Linked DNA regions of Mus musculus: region 1 is linked to region 2. A link is a contact called in public Hi-C data. All regions are on one chromosome and are shown on one strand. The core of a region is the stretch at or near the end of the contact, and the rest is flanking DNA. Distances in the headings are between cores, read along the strand shown. Region 1 overlaps Tanc1 (tetratricopeptide repeat, ankyrin repeat and coiled-coil containing 1). Region 2 has its middle 33 kb from the start of Gm39831.

Evidence for each region. A called contact is a pair of places that touch in the nucleus more often than the background predicts.
Region 1: a Hi-C map of nephron progenitors shows a contact between it and region 2, with 2.2 times the contacts expected there. The contact joins two enhancer-like sites. A contact is called at or near these places in 1 of 15 datasets of contacts at CTCF or cohesin (the NIH/3T3 cell line), 4 of 484 Hi-C or Micro-C datasets (bone marrow-derived macrophages, embryonic fibroblasts, embryonic stem cells and 1 more), 11 of 115 datasets of contacts at active chromatin or transcription factors (cardiomyocytes, differentiating embryonic stem cells, embryonic basal ganglia and 3 more) and 3 of 9 other capture datasets (adipose tissue, liver and pancreatic islet).

Annotation. Positions count from the first base shown.
Region 1 is chr2:59,770,973-59,776,559 of GRCm38.p6, forward strand. It overlaps Tanc1 (tetratricopeptide repeat, ankyrin repeat and coiled-coil containing 1), which reads left to right. Exons shown (of 27, transcript NM_198294.3): 6 at 160-290; 7 at 1,381-1,567. Among named protein-coding and RNA genes, the nearest start is that of Wdsub1, 110 kb to the right of the region's middle. Within about 2 kb of position 1,414, at least 37 of the 459 cell types and tissues checked have an H3K27ac peak or open chromatin away from gene starts, as enhancers often do. A contact at or near this core is called in nephron progenitors, where this site is marked.
Region 2 is chr2:59,541,995-59,547,584 of GRCm38.p6, forward strand. No RefSeq gene overlaps it. Among named protein-coding and RNA genes, the nearest start is that of Gm39831, 33 kb to the left of the region's middle. Within about 2 kb of position 2,402, at least 22 of the 459 cell types and tissues checked have an H3K27ac peak or open chromatin away from gene starts, as enhancers often do. A contact at or near this core is called in nephron progenitors, where this site is marked.

The DNA.
Region 1 (5,587 bases), core at 164-2,663, 230 kb after region 2:
GCGTTCTGCTGCTGGAGGACGGGCAGCATCGTCAAACTTGGTGCATCTTATAAGGGGGCATAAGAGCGTCAGACAGGCAGCTGGAGTGCCGGCTCGTCCAGATGCGGAAGCCAGAACTCCCCATTCGGGAATCTTCACTGTTGTCTTTCTTTGTTCCAGAAGCGAAGGCTGATAATGAACCGAGCTGCTCTCCAGCAGCTCAAGAACTGTTGACAAGGCTGGGATTTCTACTGGGAGAGGGGATCCCGAGCGCCACACACATAACCATTGAAGACAAAAATGAAGCCATGGTAATGCCAGAGGAAGAAGCTGCATTTCCTACATGCTCAGCATGCACCCTACCGGCACGTGTGGGAGAGTGGGGCTCTCATTACTGTTTGGTCAAATGAGTTCTGGGCACTTGTGTTTTGAAATTTAATACAACAGTTAGTTTCTGGGTCTCAGCTGGGGATAGTGGTGGAAATTGTTAAGGACAAACAGAAGGGATCAGAACTTAAGAAAATGTCCATATTAACCTTACAGCCATGGCCCAGAGAATATCAGCTACATGTCGTCTTGTAATAAGGGTACTTCTGTCTTGAGAGCACCGTTACTCTCACGAACTGCTTTGGTCTGTGGTTTTCTGTGCTCTCTCAGCTGTTGGGATGGGGGGTGAGGGGGAAGTCAGTGGGGTGAAGAGAATATTGATAGGAGATGAGGTAGAGACAAAATGGGAGAGAATCAAATGTCTCACCCTTCAGGGAGACGCACTCCGTCTCAGGGAACCCAGCCACCAGGCTCCCGCCACCTGTGAATGTGCAAGTAGCAGTGCAAGGAGTTGGGACTTCTGCCTCCCTCCACCCAGGGTCTCTGTGAGGAGGCATGGCTGGGGCGGAGGGTGGCGGGGGAGGGCGTTGATGGAGACTGCAGTGGTCACCAGTCTCCTTTCCTGAACACACAGCTTATAAATCTTGAGGAATAAAGTCAGGCTGCCGTGCTTGTGAAACATTATAGAAACATGGTCCCCAGGTTTCCCCGCACAGAGGTCAAATAACCCATTTGTCTTCTTGAGGCTTTAAATGAAAGGAAGTCTGCCTGTTGGCCATCTCTGTTTTATGAATTTGTGTTCCCACTGAAGCATTGCTAAGACTGCCCTTTTAGTTGAAACCTCAAAGGAGGCAACCAGAACAAAGAAAGACACATCTCTTTTAAGCATTTTGGAAAATCGTGTCTGTCCCTATTTAGCTACAGAAGTTAAAAAAAAATGTCTCCGTTTGTCTTGTGTTTAAGTTTCATCATTTTGGCGTCCAAAACAAAAACATGTGTTGAAGCACACATACTGTGTAAGCCGTGTTAACCCCTCCCTCCCTCTCTCCCTCCCTCCCTCCCTTCCCCTTGCAGTGCACAGCCCTGAGTCAAGGCATCAGCCCTTGTTCCACACTCACAAGCAGCACTGCCTCTCCCAGCACCGACAGCCCCTGCTCGACCTTGAATAGCTGTGTCAGCAAGACGGCAGCCAGCAAAAGTCCCTGCGAGACCATTAGCAGCCCCAGTTCCACCCTGGAAAGCAAGGACAGTGGAATTATAGGTAAGAAGCACACTACCTGGCAATGTAACGGCCCGATGCATGGCAGCCGGAGCACTATAGCCACCTCGTGAGAGGGTTCCTTGTGGCCCGTGAAGGTCAAACTGTAGACACACCCCCCGCCCCCCTTACTGCTGACAACTCGGGGGCTGCCTGCAGCCAAGAGAATGAATTTTAGCTTCTCTATTCCTTGATGTTTATTTTATATCACTGCACCCATATGCTTTTTTTTTTTCTTAAAACAAAAACAAAAACAAAACCCCTCCCACCTTCCCGGTCACTTCATTCCTTTGCATTAGGTCCCCTTAGGGCACCACAGCAGGGTAATGAAATGCCTGCAAATAAAGCAGTTTTCACAACCAGATCTCAAGGTTGCTTTCCCGCCTGATGACCTATGGGGCTTGTGTTCTCTGAATGTTGCTTATAATGGGATCTGGTCACTGTTTTGAGGCCAGGGTTTTCTAAGAAAGCCTTCCTGGGCCTCCTGGTAGATGCAGTCCTGCTGAGTTGAAGACTGAATTCTAATGGGCTTGAGCAATATTGAATTAACTCCTTCACATACTTCCTTGTCTAGAAAACCAAGGATTTCAGCTAATTCGTTAGCCCGTAGACCTGTGCGATATTAGAATCCAGTGACTCTGAGAGTGTTCATTTCCGTACCCCAGCCTGGACTGATTGTTCGTATGATCCTGCAGGCGTGCTCAGCGGTGGCAGAGCAGTGATCTAGGGTGTCTGCTTTCCACCAGCAGACGGGTACAGTCGGGTGGGACCCAAAGGCGTCACTCGAGCCTTCTGCTGTACAATCATGTTGATATCACAGTGGGCCTCTTCTGAACAGTTCCCGGCCTTCCCTTTGCTGGGCTATGGCCATGTCTTTGAGGAGCCGTTATGTGCCATCTTTCATCAGCTCCATAGTCACATTAATACGTAGTCAAATAGACCTCTGAGCTCCGTGTTCTCTGGTCACTTGCGCTTTCATCCAAGTATAATTTAAAAACCAAATCATGCGTTTATCCAGTTCAGACTTTGAAGATGCTCCTGAACCCCACACCCGTGAAAGTACTGGGGTCCCGCTGTAGATCTCTGCATGTATTGGGGAGGACCCAGCTACAGCCAGGAGGCTGATCTCGGTGGGACCGAACTCTTACGGATCCGTTTCATGTTGCACTCATTTCGGTTTCAAAATGTAATCTACGCCGGGCGTGGTGGTGCACGCCTTTAATTCCAGCACTCAGGAGGCAGAGGCAGGTGGATTTCTGAGTTTGAGGCCAGCCTGGTCTACAAAGTGAGCTCCAGGACAGCCAGGGTTATACAGAGAAACCCTGTCTCGGGAAAAAAAAATGTAATCTACACATAATAGTCATTCCCTTAAACTATCGGTTAACTTCTAGTATGTTCAAAATCAGGTACCTGTCCTTACAAGCTGGTCTTAGAACACGGTCGCCATTGCCACGAGTGACATTCCAGCAGCTTGAAATTGTTGTTTGAGCTGATTTGGGGAATTCTGTATGAATGGAGGCCTTACCGCAAATCCTTATTTATTTATTTATTTATTTATTTATTTATTTATTTATTTCCCAGCCTCAAGGCCTTTGCCTGAGCTGATCCAGCCAGTTGGCTTTCTCATCTTCTCTACCTCTTCTGCTTTGTGAATTCATTTCAGCAAGCTCTTCCTGCGGAGCAGCTTTGTTTGTGCTCTGTGTCTGTGCTCTCCTCCATGGACAGACCTTTGATGCTAATTCAGTGGTAGCCACACGAGACTTCCTTAGCTCTTGAAATGCCATGTCCTTCTGAGAATTTAATCTCCCTTCAAGGATTTGGCCACTGCTACCTTTTTGGGACAGACTTCTCATCTTTACTGTTAGCTTGAGTCTTGGCGTTGAGTGTGTCTCGATTTTAAAGGTGCCATTCAGGCTGGAGGTCAGACGTCTGCAAGCGTGTTCAGGAGCAGAGCCACCCATCTGCCATTTGCTTTTCCCTTGCTCAGGTGCAGGGCTGGAATGTTGAAACCGACTTGTTTTGCAATACAAGGTATCAGACTAAGGCTCAGTATGTGTGAACCAAGCAAAATACAGCTAAGCTCCATCCCCAGCCCCTGCTAGCATTTACACACAAGAAGCAAAGGCACTGGCTTAGCTTTCTGCTCTGCCAGGGAAGGACTAAACTGCCAGGAAGCTCCTAACTAACACTTGATTTTTGTAATCTCCCCCATCTCTGCTATGAGACTCTGTGGTCGATGCTCCCGCAGCCCACGGTGGTCTCCTTCAGTGTACTTACTATTTCATTTTGGCTCCATACGGATGAGAGCTGTGTTTTACCAACTCTGGGATCCGAGCCGAGTACCAGGAAGGCGATATTAAGGAGAGAATTGCTGCCAGTCTGCAATGGCCCTGAAGCAGCCACCTTCTAGTTGCCTTATAAAGAACTTCTTGAGATTCCTATTTTGAGTAGGTTTGTTAAAACTTTTACTATCACGGTGTCTTAAGTTCTTAGGACCATTTATGTCATCAACAGTGCTCCTTGGTCGATATTTTCCCTTAACTTGGCTAAGCATGAAGAGCTGAATAAATTGACATAAGAATGGGAAAGTGAGGGGGGGGGGGTTTAGCAGTCTCTTGAGATGAATGGGAGACCCCAGCTTCTGGGCACCAGGCTTGCACTGCATCGGTCAAGGCCCTGGGTAGGTGAGAGAGGCTGTGCTGGTGACCCGTGTGCCTCCGTTCTCTCTCCTCTGTGACCTGTGGCACTAAAGTCTGTTGCCAAGGTGTGGTAGGGAGGAGAAGGAAAAGAAGCAAGAATTTCCTCTCCAGGCTGACTTGAGCTGCAGGTGTCTGAAGAGGCCAGAGGGGAGGAGCATTCTCCTGCTGCAATCTCTGCAGGCTGTGCAGGTTCCCAAGCTGGAGCTGACAGGCATGGATGCTGTATTTGTGGCTCTGTGATTGCCGGGGTAGGACGTGTTTCTGTGTTCTGAAGAACTTGCTGAGTTTATGAACTGCAGCCTGTGGTCCCAGCTATTGGGCATCATAGGTGTTTAAGAAAGTAAAAGATTTAAGAACCCCTTGATCTGACTGGGCGGAAACAAAGGTCAAACACTCTGGTTTCCCACCTCAGAAGCCCTGGCAGCGCCTTTGTAGAATGTGTTGGAGAGGCTTTGAGTTCCAATGAGACACGGCTGGAAGAGAGGGGACCCAGCTTTTCTTTAACTTTCCATTTTAAGTAGGGGTAGCCACTTGAACTGGGGGAGCCAGCATTGAATAGCAAAGGCCCAGGCCTCCTGGGTTTTGTGTGCTTGGGGCAGCAAAAGGCTCAAAGCAGTGTTCTGAGCACAGTTTAGTCAGGGCATTAGGGGACATTTCAAAAAGTGCCAACCTGTCCTTGGAAATTCCTCAGTCTCCTCTTACTTCTTAGGCCGATTTCCAGCACGCTGATCGTGTTGAATCTAAATCACTCCACCCAGCAGATGCAGGGAGAGTAGCTTGTGTTGCCACATGCCCGGGCAGCTTCCTCAGATACCACAGGTACCCCGGCTGCATTGGGTTTCCACAGTTTAGCAAGGGGCCAGTGACCGTTAGAACATACTGGACCACCTTCCAATTCTTGCTCTGGGAGACCAGGGCTTAAGGAACTTCCCTGTGCCTCTTCACCCTTCTCATGTCATCTAGAAGGAAGCCCCACTTTATCCAAGAGGTCCAGGTTCTCCCGACATTCAAGTCTTTAGAAGCGCAGTGACTCTGTCATGTGGAAGTACTGGCTAAGCGGCTGGGACTAACTGCGTTCTCTGTGAGTGTCTTTATTTATTTTAAAGAAAAGTTCTTCTGGTGCCTGCTCTTAACTTACTGAAACCGTTGGTATTACCTGGATGCTGATTTTCAGATTTGCAGTGTGAAAACCTGCTAAGTGTGAACCCCAGATGTAGCGGTCACTGTAAAAACAACTTGCAGTCACTTGCTTTAAAAGAAAAGCTTTTATAAAGAAATGGCTTAAAAGGTGTTTCCTCTATGCCTCAGGAAATGTTTTCTTACT
Region 2 (5,590 bases), core at 1,152-3,651:
ATGTGGATGAACATTTTGCCTTTACCACATACCTGCCTGGTGTCCACAGAGGCCAGAAGAGGTGATGGAACCCCTGGAACTGGCATTAAGGACAGTTGTGAGTCACCGTGTATGCTGGGAATCAAAAGGGTCCCTCTGGAAGAGCAACTTTTAACCAGGAAGTAATCTCTCCCACCTGCCTCTCCGCTCAACTGTGGATCTTGCTCTACTTAATTAAAATTGAACATGCTCTGGGTTCACCTTAGTAAAACTGAACACATTAGAGTTTATACAGCCAAGATCCAAATACTGCCTTCTCCAAGGTAAACATCTTGGTAATTTGGGCAACTCCTCCAGCTTAGGTTTTTTTCACTTGTAAAACAGATCTAGCAAGATCAATCCTTTGGCAACTGCTTGAAGCATGAATGTACACATACTTAGTGCAGTGCCTGGCACATAGTAAAACATAACATATATTTCTGTACTATTCTTAATATTCTTTTTACAATGACAAATGATAATAATATTATTATATTTGTGACCAAAATATGTGGAACTGCATCTACACTATTGCTAACCTTAAAGGCCCACTGAGAAATACGGACATGAAATGTATTTTCTGGTTCTGACTCCCACACTGGCCACATACTGAAAGTTTATTAAGCTCTGAAGTTTCACAGAGATTGAATACCAAAAAAGGTGCGTGGAGAGTTTTATCTTTGTCAAGCAATGCCTTTTGCTCTCCTTTTGGAGGTAGACCTTTCGGTCGGATCAAAGTCTCCAGGTTTCTCCTAAGGGGCTGAGTACCAGAGGTCGGTCCTCATCCATTTCTGGACCGAGTTCCCAGAGGAAAGCGTCTGCCTCTCCCTCCGCTGCTCTCTGCCCTCAGGATCTCAGTTGTCCTTAAGCAAGGCTGGCTCCATTCCATGCAAGCTTTCTTCCTGTTTCTGTAGAGGGCATTTGTCTCTTAAAAAGTCATGTGTAGTTCATATAAAAATGCCCCCCTCATCCGTTACTTCACGTTTAACTAGATCTGTCTGAGGAGTTTGGTAGGGCTGAAGTGTTGCCCAGGCTGGCCTCGAACCCAGAAATCCTCCTGTCTCTGCCTCCCAAGTGCTGGGATTAAAGGCGTGCGCCACCACTGCCCAGCCAGCCTGCAGTCTCTTACAGTAATTAAAACAGTGACCACTGTTTTCAACAAAGCAAATTGGCCTTGTGAACTTACTGATCTTTTGGGGGACAGAGGCAAGAGGGTCACATGACTGTTGCTGCCCGGAAGCACTAATGGGCAGCCAATCAGGTTACTTCTTGGCAATGGCTTGCATTCCCCATGGAGTTGAGTTCCGTCCGACCTCTAAACGCTTGATGTGCTGGACAACACCACTGCTCTGGTTAGCCCCATTAAGGACCCAGCTACAGTAGGTAACAATATCCCCAAGAGCGAGAGAAAACGGTAAGCCCTGCATGGCTTCTGGAGGACAAGCTCCCCAGCGAACCAAGGACTCTGTTTTCACCATGCTAAGGGTTCAAAAAGCTCGTCTAAAACAAACAAACAAAACAAAAACAAAAAACCCCAGAACTTCTGTAGCTGGCTGGCTTGTATTCCAGTGTGGTCATGTCTGCCCTTTAAACGTGGCAACTGAAGGACTTTGTAAAACCTGAAAACAGTTTAGGACATTAAAGGGACGTCCCTACCCACCCACCCCCAAACAGGAATTTCCATGCACTGTGGAAACTATTCAGAGGCAAAAACATAGCATCTTGATGAATATAATAGGGTCTCACATCCCCTCTTATAGGGACACAACTCTCATTGACTTAAAAGTGACATTTCCAAACAGGCTGCAAGAATGATTCGTCTCCCAAACAAAGCGGGCTGCATTTGTTCCGATAGAATGGCTGCTTCTCTTCTTTGTGTCCGCATAATTTGGTAGAGCACTCCCTCGTTCATTCATTCGAGGGTGACTCTCATTTGAGAAATTTTCTCAATGAGACCATTTAAAAATATTTTTAAATCCAGAGCTTTCCTCTAAGGCCTCTTTCAGTCTTCTCTGCCTTGTAGCTTAACAGGGACGGCAAGATTAGTCCTTAAAAAAAAAAAAGAAAAAATATTTTGCAGTAAAATTCAGCCTAAAAGAGATCATGTACTGTAACATCATGTCTGCCTGGACATGTGCGGCTACTAGAAGTGTTCTGATTGTATCAAGTCCCCTCCCCCATTCAATTAAATGATATGGAAGAGAAGTCATTTAAACAGACATTCACATGCTAAGATCATTTCCAGAATAGCCCACCTCTGCAGTTTAAAAACTGTTCTATGGAAACAAGAGACGCAGGTATGTGCCTCCCTGACCCCCACTGGGGTCCAATCTCCCTCCTATCCCCCTTCTCCGGTCCCATGCACTTCCTGGCCCCGCAGGTCAGAATGCCCATAAATTTCAGGGTCTGACACTCTGTCGGGGGCAGAGGTGAGGCCTGAGGGAAGAGGTGAGTCCAAAGCACATCTTCATTAAGTCAAACAAAGCAGTCATGCAGGGTTTACATCGTGGGCCTGTGGATGTGCTTCACCGTGGCTCTTTAAATAAACAACAAGGAAAGAAAAATACCACAGACTCTGTTGATGGCAAGGCTGAATATAACCTGTGCCGGAGACGTGAACCAGGAGCGGGGGCCTGGAAGAGTTCTGAGCCTCTTCCCAAACACGATCAACCCACAAGTTACAATAAGTGAGTGTATTCGATTTGTTTTAACTTTTTTTCAGGTGCTGGGGATCAAAGCCACGCCCTCACCCCCGGGAGGTAACCTCACCACTGAGCTACAACACACCCCAGGCCTGTGTCTAGAGTTAAAAGGGTCTCAAAATACCAAAGATAAGATGGGGGTTAAATTAAGAACTGGTCAGCAAGCAAGCTGTGGTTGTTTTTCAGCCTTACCTTCCTCTACTTGAGCAATTGAAAAGTTGCTGGGGTTTTTTTCTTTTTTTTTTTTTACATCAGTGTTTAACTTCAGCCTAGCTCTTTAAAACTAAGAAAACAACAAAAGAATGAGATTGTTAAATATCAAATATCAAAGAACTTACTACTCCATTCTAAACGTCCCTCTGAGTGAGAAGAGAAGGATCAAGTTGAGTAACACTTTGTCTGAGAGCGCCAAATGTGTCCTCCTTGCTAATCTCCTCCTGGGATTTCGCTCTTCACTTGAGCAAATTAGCTGAGGGTGAACGATGATCAAAAGAGGAGCTTATGAAGAGCGAACTCCATGAACTGTTAGTGAGCCTGAAATGCAGATCACAAAATCTCCCAGTGGATAAAGATCAGAAGCAAGGGCAGGGATGTAAGCAAGAGACATCTGCCATAAAAATAAATGGGGGAAACAGGAAGACAGACGGGGAGAGGGGCTAAGAGGGCACTCGCCTTTAATGCCAGCATGCGGAGGCAAGAGTAAAGACTATGAGTTCGAGGCCAGCCTGGTCTTAGTAGTGAGTTCTAGGCCAGCCAGAGACCTTCAGAGAGAGAGAGAGAGAGAGAGAGAGAGAATAAGTTTCTCTTTAAAAGAATAGACATGCTTGGGTTTGATTCCCAACTATAGGATGAAAAGGAAATTATTATAAACAACTCAGTGGAGGACTGTCTAATACACCACTGCCCATGCCTTCAGTAGAGCCATATGAAACTGAGAAAATATCACCACATCAGAGAATGGTATCCAGGATGCATGGGTGCTCCAGTATATATACATACAAATATGTATGTGTGTATGTGTATATATGTGTATGTGTGTATATATATATATATATATATGTGTGTGTGTGTGTGTGTGTGTGTGTGTATGTGTATATATATATATATGTATATATATGTGTGTGTGTGTGATATATGTATATATATGTGTGTGTGTGTGTTTGTATGTTTGTGCATATATATGTATGTATGTGTGTGTGTGTATATATATTTTTTTTTTCCTGAGTGCTTTTCAACTACATTCATATAAGTTCTATTCAGAACTTTTATTTCAGATAGCTGGGCAACTTAGTAATAAGACCACACTTTCTTTTTCTTCTTTTTTTTAATTTAATTTTATTTGTAATTCATTTTTTACACTCCATATTCCATTCCCCACCCCTCCCCATGCACCCTCCGACTGCTCCACATCCCACACCTCTTCCCCACCCCACCTGACCTCTAAACTCCCTGGGGCCTCCAGGATCTTGAGAGTTAGGTGCATCATCTCTGAATGAATACAGGCCTGGAAGTCCTCTACTGTATGTGTGTTGGGGGCTGTTTGGTGGTCCAGTGTTTGAGAGATCTCAGGGGTCCAGATTAATTGAGACTGCTTGTCCTTCTACAGGATCGCCCTTCTCCTCAGCTTCTTTCAGCCTTCCCTAATTCAACAACAGGGGTCAGCTGCTTCTGTCCATTGGTTGGGTGCAAATATCTGCATCTGACTCTTTCAGCTGCTTGTTGGGTCTTTCAGAGGGCAGTCATGCCAGGTCCCTTTTTGTGAGCACTCCATAGCCTGAGTAATAGTATCAGGCCTTGGGGCCCCCTTGAGCTGGATCCCACAACATTTTATTTTTTAATTTAAAGTTGTTTACTTTATTTCTGTGTGTGACTGCTTTGCCTGTATATACTACTATACACCACTTGTATTTCTGGTGCCTATGGAGGTCAGAAGAGGGCATTGGAGTTATTGATGAACTGGAGTTATTGATGATTATGAGCCACCATGAGGGTGCTGGGACCTGAACCCAGGTCTACGGCAAGAGCAACCTGTGCTCTTAACTGATGCCCAATCTCTCCAGCCCCTTTTCTCTGTAGGCAACAAGTTTGCATACTTAACTGAAGAAAAGATATGGATGTAGGCATGTGATAGGATTCCCAGAGTCATTAGTCATTAGGGAAATGCAATGGCAATAGATTGGCTGGAGTTTTAAATCAATGACAGTGTCAAATGCTGAGGGCAATGTAGAAAACTTGCAATTCATGTAAAATGGTGCATCCACCTTTACTAGATCCCAACAGGTTCTAAGAGATGTTAACACACATCAACCATAGGCCCAGCAGTCCCATACCTATATATACACCCAAGAGAAATGAGGATGTGCCTTGTACAGATCCAATGCCTAGCAGCCTGCATTGATAATTGGGGCAGTGTTGTAACTGTAACACTACCTAGCAATAAAAAGACCAAGGACTGATAGGTGTAATGACAGGAATAGATTTCCAAATCCACCATGCTAAGAGAAGGAAACAAGCCAACCTCAGGGTTGCTTTCATTTATGGGTTATGAAAACAATTCTAGTACAGGACAAAACACAGATGGCTCTGGGTAGAGAAAAATTTGTCTACAAAGGATGTAAGGATTTTATACCTTCAAAGAGCTGATGTCTCTTTGTTTTGTTTTGTTTTGTCTTTTTTTTTTTTTTTTTTTTTGAGATAGGGTTTCTCTGTGTTGCTCTGGCTGTCCTGGAACTCACTCTGTAGACCAGGCTGGCCTTGAACTCAGAAATTCACCTGCCTCTGCCTCCCAAGTGCTGGGATTAAAGGTGTGCACCACCACTGCCCGGCGCTGATGTCTCTTATACATAGATTATACCTCACAAACCAGACTT